Linked DNA regions of Mus musculus: region 2 is linked to region 1. Evidence: chromatin contacts called from public Hi-C data. All regions are on one chromosome and are shown on one strand. Each heading gives the region's core, a stretch centred on a gene start, on an enhancer-like site or on the middle of the called end of the contact. The rest is flanking DNA. Distances are from core to core; before and after follow the strand shown. Region 1 has its middle 53 kb from the start of Pakap. Region 2 overlaps Pakap (paralemmin A kinase anchor protein).

Region 1 (7,766 bases), core at 2,889-5,388:
AGTTTTGCTGACTCATCCTTGACTTGTTTGCTTTAGTTATGCATCCCCAGGTCACACTAGAACAAGTCCACAAGCTGCAGGCGTATGAAACCAGCAAGGAGAAGACGGACACCTTCCGGAAAGGGCTCACCGTCTCACGAAAGCAACTGGCCTTGTGTTTTAGCCCAGGTCCAACTTCTGGACAGTAGTCTCAGCAGGACATTCAGGAACTGGGATATTTGTTTGCATTTTATTGTGAAGATTTGCTATTGGTTACCTAGTGCTGGCCTGTCCTCCTGGATTTCCACTGGGGAGATGGGTGCTTAGAATCCATGTCCCCATTCCTTTGAGCTTTCTGTTTCCTTTGACTACAGTTTGTTTAAACCTTCCAAGAGAGTTCCTGTGCACCAGCAGCACCCAATTCCAACCTAAGTCCCCTACACACAGTGGCTTTTCCGTCTCTGCAAGGCACTTGATTAGCAGTCTAGTGCATGTATTCAATAAGTATTTATTGGATGCCTACTTCCAACAGTCTCCATAATGGAGTCTAGAAATTCAGTGATGCACGAAGCAGGAACCCTGGATGTTCTTTTATGAATACCAGGGGTGGGAAGTCAAGCTTCATATAATTTAGAACTAACTCCTGTACACCCATCCACTAATTCCCCAATGTGACAACAGCCTCTGGGGGGCAGAAATGCATGTGATAGTAATCTGTGGTCCTCTGAAGACGCCAAGCTTCAGCCTTGGAGCTAGCTGGCATTCTGGGAGCATCAGTCTCCCTGTGTGTTGGGCACAGTGGTAAAAATGTGTGCGGTTTTAACTAACTCTCAGTTGAACTTGTGGTCTATTATACTGCACCGACAGCAGAATTCCTTCTGGCCTTGTTAGTCAGGGTCATGTTTATTCATTAAATAGAAGCCACCTATGGAAGAGACCCAGTTCCAGGGATGCCTCTGCTCTACTGGCCTGCCCAGTACCTGAACTCCTTTTTACTGGCATAGTCAAAAGATCAAGAGATTTTAAATGTTGAAGAGGCTTGTGTGTTAGTTTTCCATTGGCTGTGGTCTAAGAAGGGGGTACCATCAAACATGGGGGGGGGAGCTGGTCATCGGCAGTGAGAAAACGGGGAGAAAGGACTGCAGGCGCTCTGCTTGCTTTCTTGTCCTTATGTGGGCTGAGGTCCAGCCTATGGAAAATCTACCCATTTTTAGGCTGAGACATCCTACCTCAGTTAACCAATTCTAGAACCTCCTTGAAAGACACACCTCAAAATTTGTCTCTTAGGTGATGCTGCATCCTGTGAAACTGACAATTGATACTACCCATCACAGTATCTGTCCGTGTGAAGACCAAGAACCCAACTTGGAATATGGTGGTGGTGCCTCCAGGAGACCCAGATGGCCTCTGAGGCTTCACAAGTAATTCACACAATGCTCATTGATAGAGGTTAGGCCTTAATGGGAGATAAGGAGAACTTATCAGCTGACTGCCACTCACCTTTGATAAAAAGAGTCACACAATAGCATGAAATACAGTGCAGTAAAAATATCTTGAAAGTTCCCTCAGAGACAGTCAGAATCCCACAGGCTTTTGAAATGAAGTTGCAGCCAATAGGGACCAAAATAACCCCCTTTGGGGCTATCTCAGCTTAACATGTTAAAATATCCCAAGACCTTTCTCAGCAAATATATTATTCAAAGGTCAAAAATTCCCTGTGCAAATACCTAAAATATCTACAGATGTTTCAACAAAATGCCACATTAAATTATTCCTCCTGTACAATGCAAGGTTTATGTGCCAGAATGAGGAAACAGATGAGTCTAATGTATGACCCTCTGGTCCAACCAGCTCTGGGAAGCCCTACTGGGGAAGATGGGGGCTTTCAATTACCTTAACCAGGAGAAAAACTGTTCTACAGATACCTGCGTTAATATTGATCCCTGGCATAAGGTTACTATTTTCTTTCTATTGCTAATGTGACTTGTTAGTCTGTAGGATTCTTAAGAAGTCATGTGTGCCCAAAACTGACCCTTAACTCTTAAGGAGAGGGGTCTAGAAAGATCGCACAAAGTTTCAAAATGTCCAAGTGCTGGGGTAAAGGGTTTTTAAGTGTAATGATGGGGAGGGGGATCAGTTGCTGTCACCAGAGTGGAGTTCTTTAACCCCCATCTTCTGTACCTGTGAGCATTTCCCATCTACATGTGGTGACAAAATCTGTCTGGCAACTCCCACTTCCAAAGCTTCTCGCCTCTATACTGCTGGTCAGCTTTGAGGTGTGAACAAGGAGAGGTAAGCTGCTACCTCCTAGAGCCCCTGGCTCCCCTTCTTTGGAATAAGGTAGATAGTGACCAAAAGCTGTAACCACTTTATAGGGAATGCTAAGCCCAGAGAAAAAGATTATGAGGTGGCATTGTGGATGCAACAACCTACGGACAATAAGAAACATACAGATTAGTGCTAGGAAATTCTAAAAGAGGCTAGAGAGACAGCTCACTGGGTAAAGGGCTTGAGGACCCAAGGCAGATCCCAGCACCCATGTGAAATGCCAGGCATGGCTGCACTTGCCTGAAATCCCAACACTGTTGTGGGTGGAAACAGGAGGGTCACTGGGATTTGCTGGCTGCAGGTCTACTTTCAGGATCAATAAAGGATCCTGTCTCAAAGGAGTAAGTTAGATAGCAACAGAGCAGGACACTGATGTCTTCCTCTGTGCACAGACATGGATATCAGCACACCCACATGTGGGTCCACACACACATAATACACACATGCATATACACATACACATTTGTGCACACACATGCACACACACATACATACATACACACACACACTCACACACACACAGCCATAATGGTAAGCAATTTTTAGAGACTCAACCCCATGAAATCAGCTCTGGCTTCATGGCCTCTCCTAAAATACCCTTGCTTCTCAAGAAACTCGGGACTAACATTCAGACTGATAATAGCAGAGTCAAGTGAGGGGGAGGACATGGAGGTATAGACTGGAATTCCTTAGTAGGAAGGAAGCCCTTTGCAGGACCCTGCATTCTTTCTCTGATATATACCAGGTGGCCTATCTCACCCAGTAACTTTGAAATGTGAGTTTGAATTTGTTTTTTAGGAGAACACACAGCTAGCTATTTGGAACAATTTGATCTCTTGCAGGGAGACTGTGTTCCCATAGCAGGCAATGAGTTGCCAAGCCTGAAGTTGGGCCACCCAAAAAGAAAGCGTACAAATTTAAAATTTAGTTATTTGCAAGTCGCTCGCAAACATTTGAACATTAACCACCATAACAATAAAAAAATGGCTATGAAGTAGGGGGCAGTATAATCTCACTTTGTTATTTTTCCATTTTATATTATGAGCTTTGCCACCGGTAAAATTGGTCAGTGCCCACCATATTGAATAAGGACTTCTCTCTGGGAGTGATGTAATCAATGTATTGCCTGCCTCCCAACTACCCCTGCCTTGGTTTTTGTTTTGTTTTGGGTTTTTTTGGTTTTTCAGGACAGGGTTTCTCTGTGTAGCCCTGGCTGTCCTGGAACTCACTTTGTAGACCAGGCTGGCCTCGAACTCAAAAATCCGCCTGCCTCTGCCTCCCGAGTGCTGGGATTAAAGGCGTGAGCCACCACTGCCCCGCACTTGAGAGGAGTTTAACCTCTCTTGAGCGGAGTCACCGGGGGGTCCACATGAGATCGTGGAGCACGCTTAGAAATGACTCCACTGAATTGTTTCAGTTGACCGCTGAGAGAACTGGAACCTAGAAAGTGGAGTGATTTGCTCAAAGGCAGATCCGGAATCAGAGATTCACCTCCTCCCCCGGGCTCCTTCCACACCAATTCCCCGCTGGATCATATCATCACACTCACGGAAACCTCATCAGGACCGCCGAACTCTGAGAGGATTTGTGGCCCGTGTCTAAATAACCTGAGTCAACTCACAGTCCCAGTCTCGGCGAAGAAAAAGGGAGGTCAGAAGACAGAGGTCAAGACGCAAGAACGATTTAAACAGTGAGGTAAAAGTATGCATCGATCTACTTGCAGGGTTAATGTGGGTTTTCGTATTATAATGTGGTTACATGGGGTTGCTCATATATCCCAAAGTAATCTTTCCTCTTCGGTTGCTCGGGGCTGGGATGAGGTGAGAGTTCAAGGTACCGTAGACTCTGCTGTCCAGTAGACCTCTCTGCGGTGATGGGAAAGTCTTAAATGTCACTGTAAAGTACACTAACCTCCCGCCACATGCAGCTACTGAGCAGTTACGTGGTGGCTGAAGGTTTCATTTACTCTTAATTAATTTAAGTTTATAGCCATCTGTGCGCAATAGCTACCCCGTTGGATCCCACGGCTCTGAATAAACGAAGCTGCCAAAACACATCAGCTTGACCTAAAAGTGTGTTCTAATTTAAGAAATCTGCAATAATGGATGTTGAAATCAGATTTCTCCACAAAATATGGCCGTGCCAAAAATAATTATCAATCAGAGTTCTTTGGCAGTAAGCTCGTGGAAAGCAAACTAACAAAAGAGGTGTTTTCGAATCATAGCATTACCCCCAACCCCCATCCTGCTGGGGCACATCTTTGGGAAGTCTAGCACGCTGGGCTTTGAATAGCAATTCACAACCTTCTTAATGCTGCAAACCTCCTGTTGTGGTGACTCCCAATCATAAAATTATTTCATTGTTACTTCATAACTGTAATTTTGCTACTGCTATGAATTGTAATGTAAATATCTATGTTTTCTGATAGTCTTGGGTGACCCCTGTGAAAGGGTCACTCACACACACACACACACACACACACACACACACACACACGAGGTAATGACCCACAGGTTGAGAACTGCTGGCTTAGAAGCTGAGTGGCCAGAGATAACTTAGAACCCTCCCTGCAGAGCTACAGGTCAGCAGTCCATGGCTCGCTCTGCTGAACCTACAGATGCTGGGCTCTGGCTGCTTCCCCAAGAAGTCCTGTCATTGCTACTCCTAGGAACTCCTGCGTCTGCCATCACCTCTGCCGGATTGACCTTGTGGTACCCGCTGCTTTAAGCCTCCCGTTTAGGACTCCAAACCCAGGACAGGGACACCTGATAGATTGAACACAGCCACAGTATCTTTCAGGGCTGTAGGTAAAGGGGAGGCTGGATCAATAGGAAACTGGCTTCTGTTGTGGAAAGCACACTCCCAGGCTGGGGAGTTCCCACAAACACCAAATATCTACGGCACCTTCTTTCTAGGACCCAGGTCAGCATGGGAAGGTCCGAGGTCTCTTGAGCAATGGTTACAGCCACAGAATAGAAAACATGGGACCTAGGGGGATAGGCAGATTTTGTGTGTGTGTTTATGTGTATCTATGCATGTTTATGTATCTGTGTTTCTATGGTTTGGTGTATGTCTATATATGTACTTGAGTATATATGTATTTTGTGTCTCTGTGGGGAGGTTGTGCTTATTTTGTGTGTACATACATTTTGTATATGTATTTGTATATTTACATGCATTTTTAAACTTATATATTTGTGTGTGTAGTTGTGTATGTGTGTTTGTATGGGTATTTGTATGTTTGTGTGTGGGATGTGCATGTGTATCTGTGTGTGTCTGTGTATGTATATGTATGTATGTGTGTATATATGTTTTAATGTATATGTTTATATGTGTATGTGTCTGTTTTTCTGTGATTATGTGTGCATATATGTGTCTATTTGTGTTCTTCTGTGTATGTGATATGTATGTGTGCATGTGTGTGTTCCACGAATTTGTGTATGTAAACATGTGTATATATTTGTGTGTTTGTATTTTCCATGCATGTGTGTACATATGTATGTATGTATGTCTATATTCTTCTGTGCATGTATACATTTTCATGCATGCATGTATATGTGTGTGTTTCTGTGCATGTGTGGTCTTATTGGGATCATTGTGAAACACAATTCAAGGCGCTCTAGTATTTTGATATATTCTTCAATGCACCTTGTATAGTTTTTCCTTTCTCTGCTGCCTCCTCCTCTCCCCCTTCTCTTCTCCCTTGCCCCTTTTCTGTTGTTGTTGTTCTGGTATTTTATTTTTAGACAAGTGCCCCTATATAGCCTGCACAGGTTGCCCTTGATCTAATGATCCCCCTGCTTCAGCCTCCTGGGTACCGAGATTAACCTTTTCCTTTGACTATGCATAGTTCTAGGCCATATTTTTAATATCTGTATAGTACTCCACCATACTATAGTGTCATTCTTTGAGCACCCTAGCTGCTCATGTCTTAATTAGAACAATATGATTACCTGCAAAAGCCCCTTGAAGACTGAGCCTGTTGACATTCCCTCACAGGAGGACATGGGAAGGTCATTAGAGTTTGGTTAGGATTCCAGGCTCTTCTTCCTACCCCTCCTTCCCAGCTCTGTGTGATTCTAGGCTGACTGCATATGATCCCAAGGTCCTGAGAGATAATAGACTGGAAAGTTAACGAGGGACTGTGGATAATTCTGTCTATGCAGCTCTGGGGAATTTCTACCCATGCTAGAGTGAGGCTTTCCAATGCTATGGCAGCTTTGGGAACACCAATCCTTCTTTTGGTAACCCCTTTAAGTGAAAGCACAATAAATTCATCAGTTCAGCAAGCTTGGCTTTGGTGGAATTGGACTTTGGTCTATTGACAGTGCTCTCTATCTGGATGTTTGTGACTCCCCAAGAAAAGCTGACACAACATTTGCACATTGCACCTTACTTTATTGAGCCAGTCTGCACAGCTGGTCAGTTAGATTGGTTGTACTTTTGGTTTTACGTCTTTGCTCCAAGAAGCATCCCTGAGTATATATCTCCATGTGCCCACCCTGTCATTCCTTTAGTCAAAGTCATTAAGGAGGGCAGTGGCTGTGCCTGGAGTACAGACTGCCAGGACTCACAAAAAAGGCAGGTGGGTGTGGCAGCCTATCTATAATTCCAGCACACAAGAGACCCAGACAGGAATCCCCAGAGCTAGCTGCCTAGCCAGACTAGCCCAGGTGAGCTAGTCTGCCTCATAGGAGACCCTGCCTCAATATGCAATGTGGAAAGCAATGAAGAAAATACCTACCATTAACCTCAAGTTCCCACAGGCTCACATGTGCAGCAGCATACACATGTACCGACAGACATGCAAACATGCATACTCACGCACACACGCATCACCCATATGTGCATATGCAAAAAATCCTATAACTGTATTCATGGCTAAGAATAGTTTTAATTCACATTTACCAACTATGCTCAAAGGCTGTAGCAACAATCATTTGTTTTTCTGCCCAGTGATGGGACAGGAGGAAGTAAATTGAGTTATCTTGATTTGAACACAAAATCTAAACATTTAAAGGGCCAGCAAAAGATTCAGTATTCAGCTAGGCCCAGTCGCACAGGTCTGTAATCAGGGCTGAAGGAGAAGGACTATGTATTTAAGGCCTAGTTAGGCTACAGAGTGAGTTTAAGGGCAGTCTAAGCAACTCAGTGAGACTCTTAGTCAGACTTTTCATTTTATCTCATGATAAAATGAAAAGGTTGTAAAGACGGAGGATGTGGCTCATAAGAATAACCCTGTCCTACCTAGCTTGCTTCTCTAGTGCTATGATAGAACACTGACAAAAACCAACTCTGCAGAAGAAGGGATTTATCTGGTCTACACATCCCAGGTGTCAGTCCACCACTGGGGGAAGTCAGGGGAGGAACCTGGAGGCAGGAGCCTAGAGGACTGAGATGGAGTCCTTGGAAGAGCACCGTTTACTACCTAGGTCCTCAGACTTAGATTCAGCTTGCTT
Region 2 (7,766 bases), core at 3,891-6,390, 370 kb before region 1:
ACTGCAGGAGTTTTCTGGCCAATGTGTGATAGCACAGGAATGCTTGCTATACTGCATGGTTGTGATTCGAGCCCTACGCCTCAGGTCTGTCTCTTGTTCACCTTTGCTCTGTCCTAACACCATGGCTTTCTCGGGAGCCAGTATGGCCTCCGAAGCACAACGAGATCTAAGTTTTAAATTGTTGTGACAGTGTGACCTTGCATACGTCACACACTCCAGTGCCTGGCATCTCCGAGTCAAATGGGCAATAATGAAAGCCACAGCATATGGTCTGCCTCCAGGACAAACGGTTCTAGGTGCATAGGGCTGTCCTCAAATAATTCTTCCCAGCATCTGAAAGGGTTACAGACCCTGGAGCAGGATACAAACATGGATTCTATAAGGAACTATGTTTTGTGTAAATTGCTCGTGTTTGCCTTTTAGAAATAAACTAAGAAATTCTCAGGAGTATGAACATAAAGCCAAGGCTCTGAAAAGGGTTTCTTTAAAATAATAATAATTATTATTAAAATTAATTATTATCATGGTTTTTGTCTTGCTGTTAAACTTTTTTATTACCTCCCTTTCCCTCTCTTTAAAACATTTATTTATTTTTATGAGAATGAGTGTTTTGCCTTCATAAATGTTCGTGTTCCACTTGCATGTCCAGTACATGCAGAGCCTTGCAAGAAGAGGGTATTAGATACCACAGGAACTGAAGTTACAGACAGTTGTAAGCCACCATGTGGGTGGGTGCTGAGAACTGAAACCAGGTCCTCTGAAAGAGGAACCACTGCTCTTAACCACTGTGCCATCTCTCCAGTGTTCCCTTTTCTTTTTCTTTTGAGGCAAGGTCTTGTCATGTAGCTCAGGCTACCGAAGAACTCACAATCCACCTACCTTAGCCCTCAAAGTACTAAGAGTAACGGCATGTGGGTGCCTCGCTGGCTTTAAGTCTCATTTTAATGATTAATAAATCTCAGCCAATTTTCCTTGTTCTAGTCTTCAGAAGCCCATGTTAAAATTCATCTATCTGCTCATCTTACTAGCATTGACTGGGTTCCAAACAAGTCATGGACACAGTGGGGAGCGGGGGAACATGAGAGTTTCTTTCCTCGGAATTCAGTCATAAAAGGTGTAGCAGGCAGGAAAATTAGATATATTTGTAATCATAGAAACATTTAGCATAGCTTGGGTTTAATTGATCAAGAGCTCAAATAACTCCATATGTAATATTGAGCTCTTAGCACAGTCCCTTTAATTTGGATCTTTTCCCCATGATCCCGAATTTCTGATGACATCGAAATCCCTCGGTGAAGACACAGAGAAGAAAATGAAGGAACCATTATTGAGATGGATGGGAACCTCAGTGACAGCTGCCCTTGGGCTTCAGAAGTTTAGGACTGGGGACTCTCTTGGAGTAAAGTCCAGCAATTAGCCTTGGGAAGATTTGAAGGGCAAACCCTCCGGGAAGGTATGAGGGAGCTTGTTCATTCTACGGAGCATTCTGGTGTGGGCGTGTCTAAGTCACTAGTAAACTCTGTACATAATACGTCTATTATTACACATTTGCTTTACTTTCTAAAGCCTGTTCCGGGCCAGAGTGCATCCTTTCAATCCCAGGCACTACAACTGGGGCACAGGGGAGGGCGAGTAGCTTGACCAGAACTTCTCAGTCAGTAGAAGAAAAGCCAAGACTTAAACTCAGCTCTCCTGGGGTGGAGTCACTGCCTGCCGCCATCAAGCCTCGTGGCTGCTCAATACCTGTGGTACACCAGGAGCAGTAAGTACCCTTCACAATTGTTATTGTTTCCACCAATTAACTCAGTCTGAGGTCTGATGGAAGAAAAACTATCAATTCTATTCGAACAATCTCTTCAAAAACACTGTCTTTCCAATGCTTGGAGACCTCTAGCTAGCTGCTCAAATTGTAAGTGGTAGTAGTCAAATAAGGGGTGTGAAGCGGGCTGGAGAGATGGCTCAGCTCAGAGATGGTTAAGAGCACTGACTGCTCTTCCAAAGGTCCTGAGTTCAATTCCCAGTAACCACATGGTGGCTCACAAACATCTGTAATGGGATCTGATGCCCTCTTCTGGTGTGTCTGAAGACAGCTACAGTGTACTCATATAAATAAAATAAATCTTAAAAAAAAAAAAAAAAGAAGGACTATGAAGCAAAGGGCAAATGGGTTAAACTTTGACTGACTCCATTAATATCCATGCTGGCATGTGATCCTCCTGCTTCTTCTTCACTAGAAATTGACTGGGCCCAGCACTATCTTCCTTGCACATCTTGACCAGAGTTTCTCTGTTCGAAACCTCAGTGAGGATATGGGAGAGGGGCCTGACTCTCCAGGAGCTACTTCCTAAATGAGGCCAGAGACAAGCAATGAGGACAGTCCACACCATGGTACTCTTAACATTCACTTTAAATCCTATAGACATCAGCAATCGATAGATTAAATCTACAGCTATAAAGTATAGTTATTTTGCTGATAATGAGCCATGTTCAAAATACATATGATGCTGGAGGTTGGCACAACCCATGTGGAGAACAATTTGCAAGAGCTGGGAAATAAATTAAGTATGCCCAGCTGTAGGCACAGGAACCGCTTCATGGATACCTGGGGAAATGTGTGGCAGTGCTCATTGGTGCTTGCCTAGCGTGCAAGAGGACCTGAGTACAATCTCCAACACCATAAAGCAAAGGGACAAGCAAACCCCCAAAAGAAACGTCCACCAGAAACAACTCGCTCTCCATCTCCAATACAGGAAAGTGACCAAAGAAAGATTTTATTCATTCAACAGAACGCTGCTTAGCAATTCTAACAAATACACTATAGAATGCATCTACAAACAGTAAAACAGGAGCTGGAGAGGTGGCTCAGTGGTTCAGAGAACTGGCTGCTTTGCAGAGGACCCAGGTTCAATTCCCAATACCCACATGGCAGCTTACAGGCACTTGTAACTCCAGTTCTAGGCCAACGCCTTCTTCTGGCCTCCAAGGGCACTACATGTACATGGTGCACAGACATACAAGCAGCCCAAATATCACACACATAAAATAAAAAATAAAATAAAATTTAAAATAAATAAATATAAGCAATACATAAAGAGGATACTACCATGTGACTTACAGTTTATAAAAATTTTAAAACATGCAAAAAACCCAGTTTTTCCACATATATATGTGTGTGTATATATATGTATATATATGGAGTACTATACATATATAATATGTATTCATATAAAAACATGCACAAACACAAATGCCACTGCATTAATTGAGACCCCCCCTCAGAGGAGATAAAGAGTGACACACAGAGGAGTGGGAACTGGGAGAAGTGACAAGAGGGCTTGAATTGGATCTGCCACATTCAATTCTCGGAGAAACATCCCTTGAATGCTATGGAATTACAGGAATGGGGCAGTGAGAGGGGCAGATGCTGCCATCCTAAGGCAGGGGAACCTGCAGGCTGGGCTCCATGCCTTCAGGAGCGCGTGTGCCTGCTGCCTTCTCAACTCTGCTATAGTGCCTGATGCAGGCCTGATTCTCCATAAACTATGAACTGTGTAGATGAACAGTTTTCTGTACAATTCTGTACACTTGAAACAGTTCTTCTGAAATACAAATTCAGTACAGCAGAAATAAAAATATAAAGTGTTGTGCTTTCTTACAGAAAAAAACAACGTTGAAAAAAAGAAAAAAACTTTTTTTTTTTTCCAGAGCTGAGGACCAAACCCAGGGCCTTACGCTTGCTAAGCAAGTGTTCTACCACTGAGCTAAATCCCCAACCCCAGAAAAAAAAAAAAAAAAACTTTTTTAAGAAAAGGAATAAAAATAGAACTAAAACTATCTAGACAGTGCTTGCCCGACATTTCCCTGGATTCAGTCCTAGGCACACATGTGTATGTGTATATGTGTATACATGTATGTGTGTATATATGTATGTGTGTCTATATGTATGTGTGCATGCATTTATGTGTGTAGACATACAATACTTTACATGTTTAATTTGGTGTTGGGGAAAGACGAGGTTTCTCTGTGCAGCTCTGGTTGTCTAAGAACTCACTATGTAGACCAGGCTGACCTTGAACTCACAGGGATCCTCCTGCCTGTGTCTTTTAAGCACTGGGATTATAATCATGTGACACCATGCTTGGCTTTACATTTAAAAAAAATTTTTTTTCAAATATATATGTATATGCCCTGGATCCAATCCATGTGTGTGGGTGTGTGAGAGTACCTATCTACCTAGGTACTCCTACCGAGGCCAGAAGAGGCCATCAGAACCTTTGGAGCTAATGTTACAGGTGATTGTGACACACCAGATGTTTTTGGTGCCAGGAATCAAACTCCCCTAGTCCTTGGCAGGAACATGAAGAATTTTTAACTGCGGAGCCATCTCTCCAGCCACACAAGTATTGCATTCTCAGAGCACATATATTTGTGAAATCTATGTTAATGGAACTTGTATGGGGAAAGAGGAGGTTTGGGGAAAGACCGCTGCTTAGCTGAGCTTCCAGAACAGAAATACAGGTCCTAAGACTGGAGGGAGGGAGGAGGGAAGAGGGACTGGGATGGTTTGCCTTTGAAATAAGTTGTCCTCAGTCCATAGTGCAGAGCTCTCTGGGAATTGTGGTAAGGTTAATAAAGGACTAGTCAAAAATCACAAGATTGGCCTGTACGGGTGGCACTGCTTGCTAACCAGACTAGAACTCATTTGCTACCTGTGCCTGAAGAAACTACAAGAATCCACACAGTCTGTCAATAGTTGCCCTCAAGTTCAACATCTTCCAGACCCTTGGGTGACCAAGGTCTTCTCCAACCCCACGTCCCAGCACAGCACAGCACAGCACAGCACAGCACAGCACAGCGGTGTTCATTATCATCTGGACACCAATATTTAAGTCAGTTCCCCAATTCAGAAAGGTCAGGCAGAAAACACACATGGAGAGGAGGCTTTTTCTTGACATTCTTATTGAACACAGCATGAGACAGCAAACCACAACCGCGTGCACCAAGATCAAGCATGCATCAGGACGCAGACAGACAAGTTTGAAAAGTACCTCGGAAGTCACCTTGCAAGACAGTAACTTAGAGGTGTACTGGCAGAGAGGGAAAAGACCAGGGTTAGTACACGGCAGAGGCACACTCACAGACTCCCCCGCCCCCAGCGGCTGGGCTCTGGCACCATGCCAGAAGTGAGTAAGAGGGAAGAGGCTTGGGGGGAGGGGGAGGATCATTATACAACCTCTCAAGTATTGATTCATCTGATATTTGTTTATTTAAACGCCTGTATCTCTTGAGGCAAGTAGATACTCTAATACTCATTAATAAAAATATCAGATAAGCCGAGGTTTGTTAATTCAAGGTCTTGTTTGCATTTTTCTGTTGAATTAACAGGATTTCGTCTTCCCCATTGTCTAACCAGCTGCCCACCAGCGAGGACCTAGATGGCCATTCTGGATTTGATGGATTCTATAACCAAATGTCCTTTTCTTTTCCTGAGGGTTTCTCTGAACCTTAAACAGTCCTGTACCCCATTGCATTATTACAGTAAGACCCCAAGAGTAGAATGAAGAGGGGGGACATGAAGGGAAAGGGAGGGAGGGAATGGGGAAGGAGGAAGGGAGGAAGGGCCAGGTTTTCGGGGTAGTTTCTCTAAAACAAACCTAAGGATGGCACTGTCAGTGAAAGAGGAACCTGTGGGTCTAGATGAGATTCCAAGCTTGGGACGGTCCTTGGATAATCTTTTGGGATTATTATTTAGGACTAGTGTGGGTACCTAGGAAATGGAGTGTTCTGTTAGTTCCTAGAGACACTCACCAGAGATAACACAGGACAAGGTAGCTGGTCCAGGTGGGTGAAGATCAGTAAAGAGGACAGAGAGCAGTTTGCCCAAGTTCTAAGCAGGGAGGCAGGGGAACCTTTTGAAAAGTGAGTTTTTGTTCTGTTCTTTTGTCACTGAGTCATTTGACAAATGAAGGTGACAGCATGAACCACGTGAGGCACTTAAGGAGGCAGAAATCCAAGAGGCCATGTGTCACCCTAAAAACATGTGTTTGAATGGCTCAGGAGGACAGAATTATATGGCCCTAAAGACAATCACCTCTAGCTTTTAGGGACAGGAAGGCCAACTCCATAACCTCTACCAAGCCACCCATCCTTTCCAGAAACCGGGAAAATGGAGACAGGGCTAGGGACCAACTTGGGGAAATGAAGCTTGCTTTTCTCTATACAGAGGCGTAGAAAGGTGCCCTACATTGAAAGGGCTGAGAGACAGGCTAGCAGGTGACTTGGAAATCAATTCAGGCTGACACCCATATAATTTTTCAAGAAGCAATTTGAGTATGTGTTTTTGAGATTTGAGTCTTCATTAAAAGGCACAAGTAGGGATATGGGGATTGGAATTTGTCCTATCCCTAAAACTTTTCAACAATTGACAGATTTTGTTCTAGGGTGATTCGAGGAAAAAAGCTCAAAACACCCAGCCCTCAAATAAAAATAAAAATAAATTGATTCACTCGTAGGTTTCTGCCTTAGCCAACATGTTCCTTTACTTGGGTGAGATAGAGACAGGAAGCCATTAGCAATTGGAGAAAACTGGGCCCCATTGGCACCTGATGTGGGTTCCTGAGTATCAGAGTTTACCAGAAAGGGGTGCGGGTGGGGGGTCTAGTGTTCTGCCTGTGACATAAGTACCTCTTTCCACTATGTCCCAGGCAGACCCTGACCATGTTATCTTCCTACTTCCCATTTCCAATGTCTGGGGTTACAGGCCTGTGCACCAGGCCTGGGGATCACTTTCCTCCACTTAACATCAGCACTCCAGTGCAAAAAAAAGCACACACAATCAACACAGAATGCACTGAGAAAGCGTTTACGTGGGTCATGACTGAATGGCCCAGGGCTCTTCAGCTCATGGTCAGCAAAGCTGCTGCTGTACACTGTTGAATCAGGTGGAGGGAAGAAACCATATGCTTCTAAGACTGCACTTCAGTCGGCAACTAAAAACACCTAAAGAAGGACTCTACACCCAAAGGGGCTGCTAACATGGTTGAGTAGACAGTAAGCTGCTGGCACCTGTCCAGTGAAATGCGGTAGAACTGTCTGCAGCTGCTACCTAAGCCAGGGCTCCATCCACAGAGGAGCCTCTTGGCCTCACAGCAGAGATATTCCTTCGTGATTAAGAAGAGGGGTGTGTGTGTGTGTGTGTGTGTGTGTGTGTGTGTGTGTGTGTGTATCTCTTCTTTATCCCTCTAGCTGAAAAGGGGCCTTCAGCATCTGGCATTCATCCCGGAAACTCTCTAACTTGGGATTATCCAGCCAGGAGATGAAAGTCATTGAGTTGGCAGGGACTTCCTACTGTGAACCTCAGAGCATTCAAGTTGAGGGTAACTGCATAGCTCATCCAAACTTGGAAGAGTGAAAGGGGATGTTGTTCATAAACACACAGGTCAACAGGTAGACACTAGGTGGTTTATCAATCCAAGCTACTTGTGACCTCAGTATAATGGAGGAGGGGGGGGTTTCCGGGGGTGGGAGGAGTACTTTGGTGAAAGATATAAGATTGAGACTCTAGGGTGTTTATACATAACCTGGGGCTGCCCCTCCTAGGCTTGTGGGGAACCCTTCAGAAAGACCTCTTAAATCTCTTACTGGACAAGGAAACCACAGTGCAGATGACTTCCTTTCATAGGGCACACATCCAACATGTACAGAGTTGGGAAGGTTGAAGGGAGAGGGGTAGTTGTGTGGTTTTTAGCAGTCATTTAAAATGTCTC

The links. A called contact is a pair of places that touch in the nucleus more often than the background predicts.
Region 2: a contact with region 1 is called in a Hi-C map of liver, with 3 times the contacts expected there. The contact joins two enhancer-like sites. A contact is called at or near these places in 2 of 484 Hi-C or Micro-C datasets (large pre-B cells and liver).

The regions. Positions count from the first base shown.
Region 1 is chr4:57,510,828-57,518,593 of GRCm38.p6, reverse strand. It overlaps a transcript of Pakap not described here. Among named protein-coding and RNA genes, the nearest start is that of Pakap, 53 kb to the left of the region's middle. Within about 2 kb of position 4,138, at least 9 of the 459 cell types and tissues checked have an H3K27ac peak or open chromatin away from gene starts, as enhancers often do. A contact at or near this core is called in liver, where this site is marked.
Region 2 is chr4:57,883,610-57,891,375 of GRCm38.p6, reverse strand. Pakap (paralemmin A kinase anchor protein) reads right to left here. Exons shown (of 11, transcript NM_001384150.1): 10 at 5,049-5,087. Among named protein-coding and RNA genes, the nearest start is that of Gm26138, 10 kb to the right of the region's middle. Within about 2 kb of position 5,140, at least 23 of the 459 cell types and tissues checked have an H3K27ac peak or open chromatin away from gene starts, as enhancers often do. A contact at or near this core is called in liver, where this site is marked.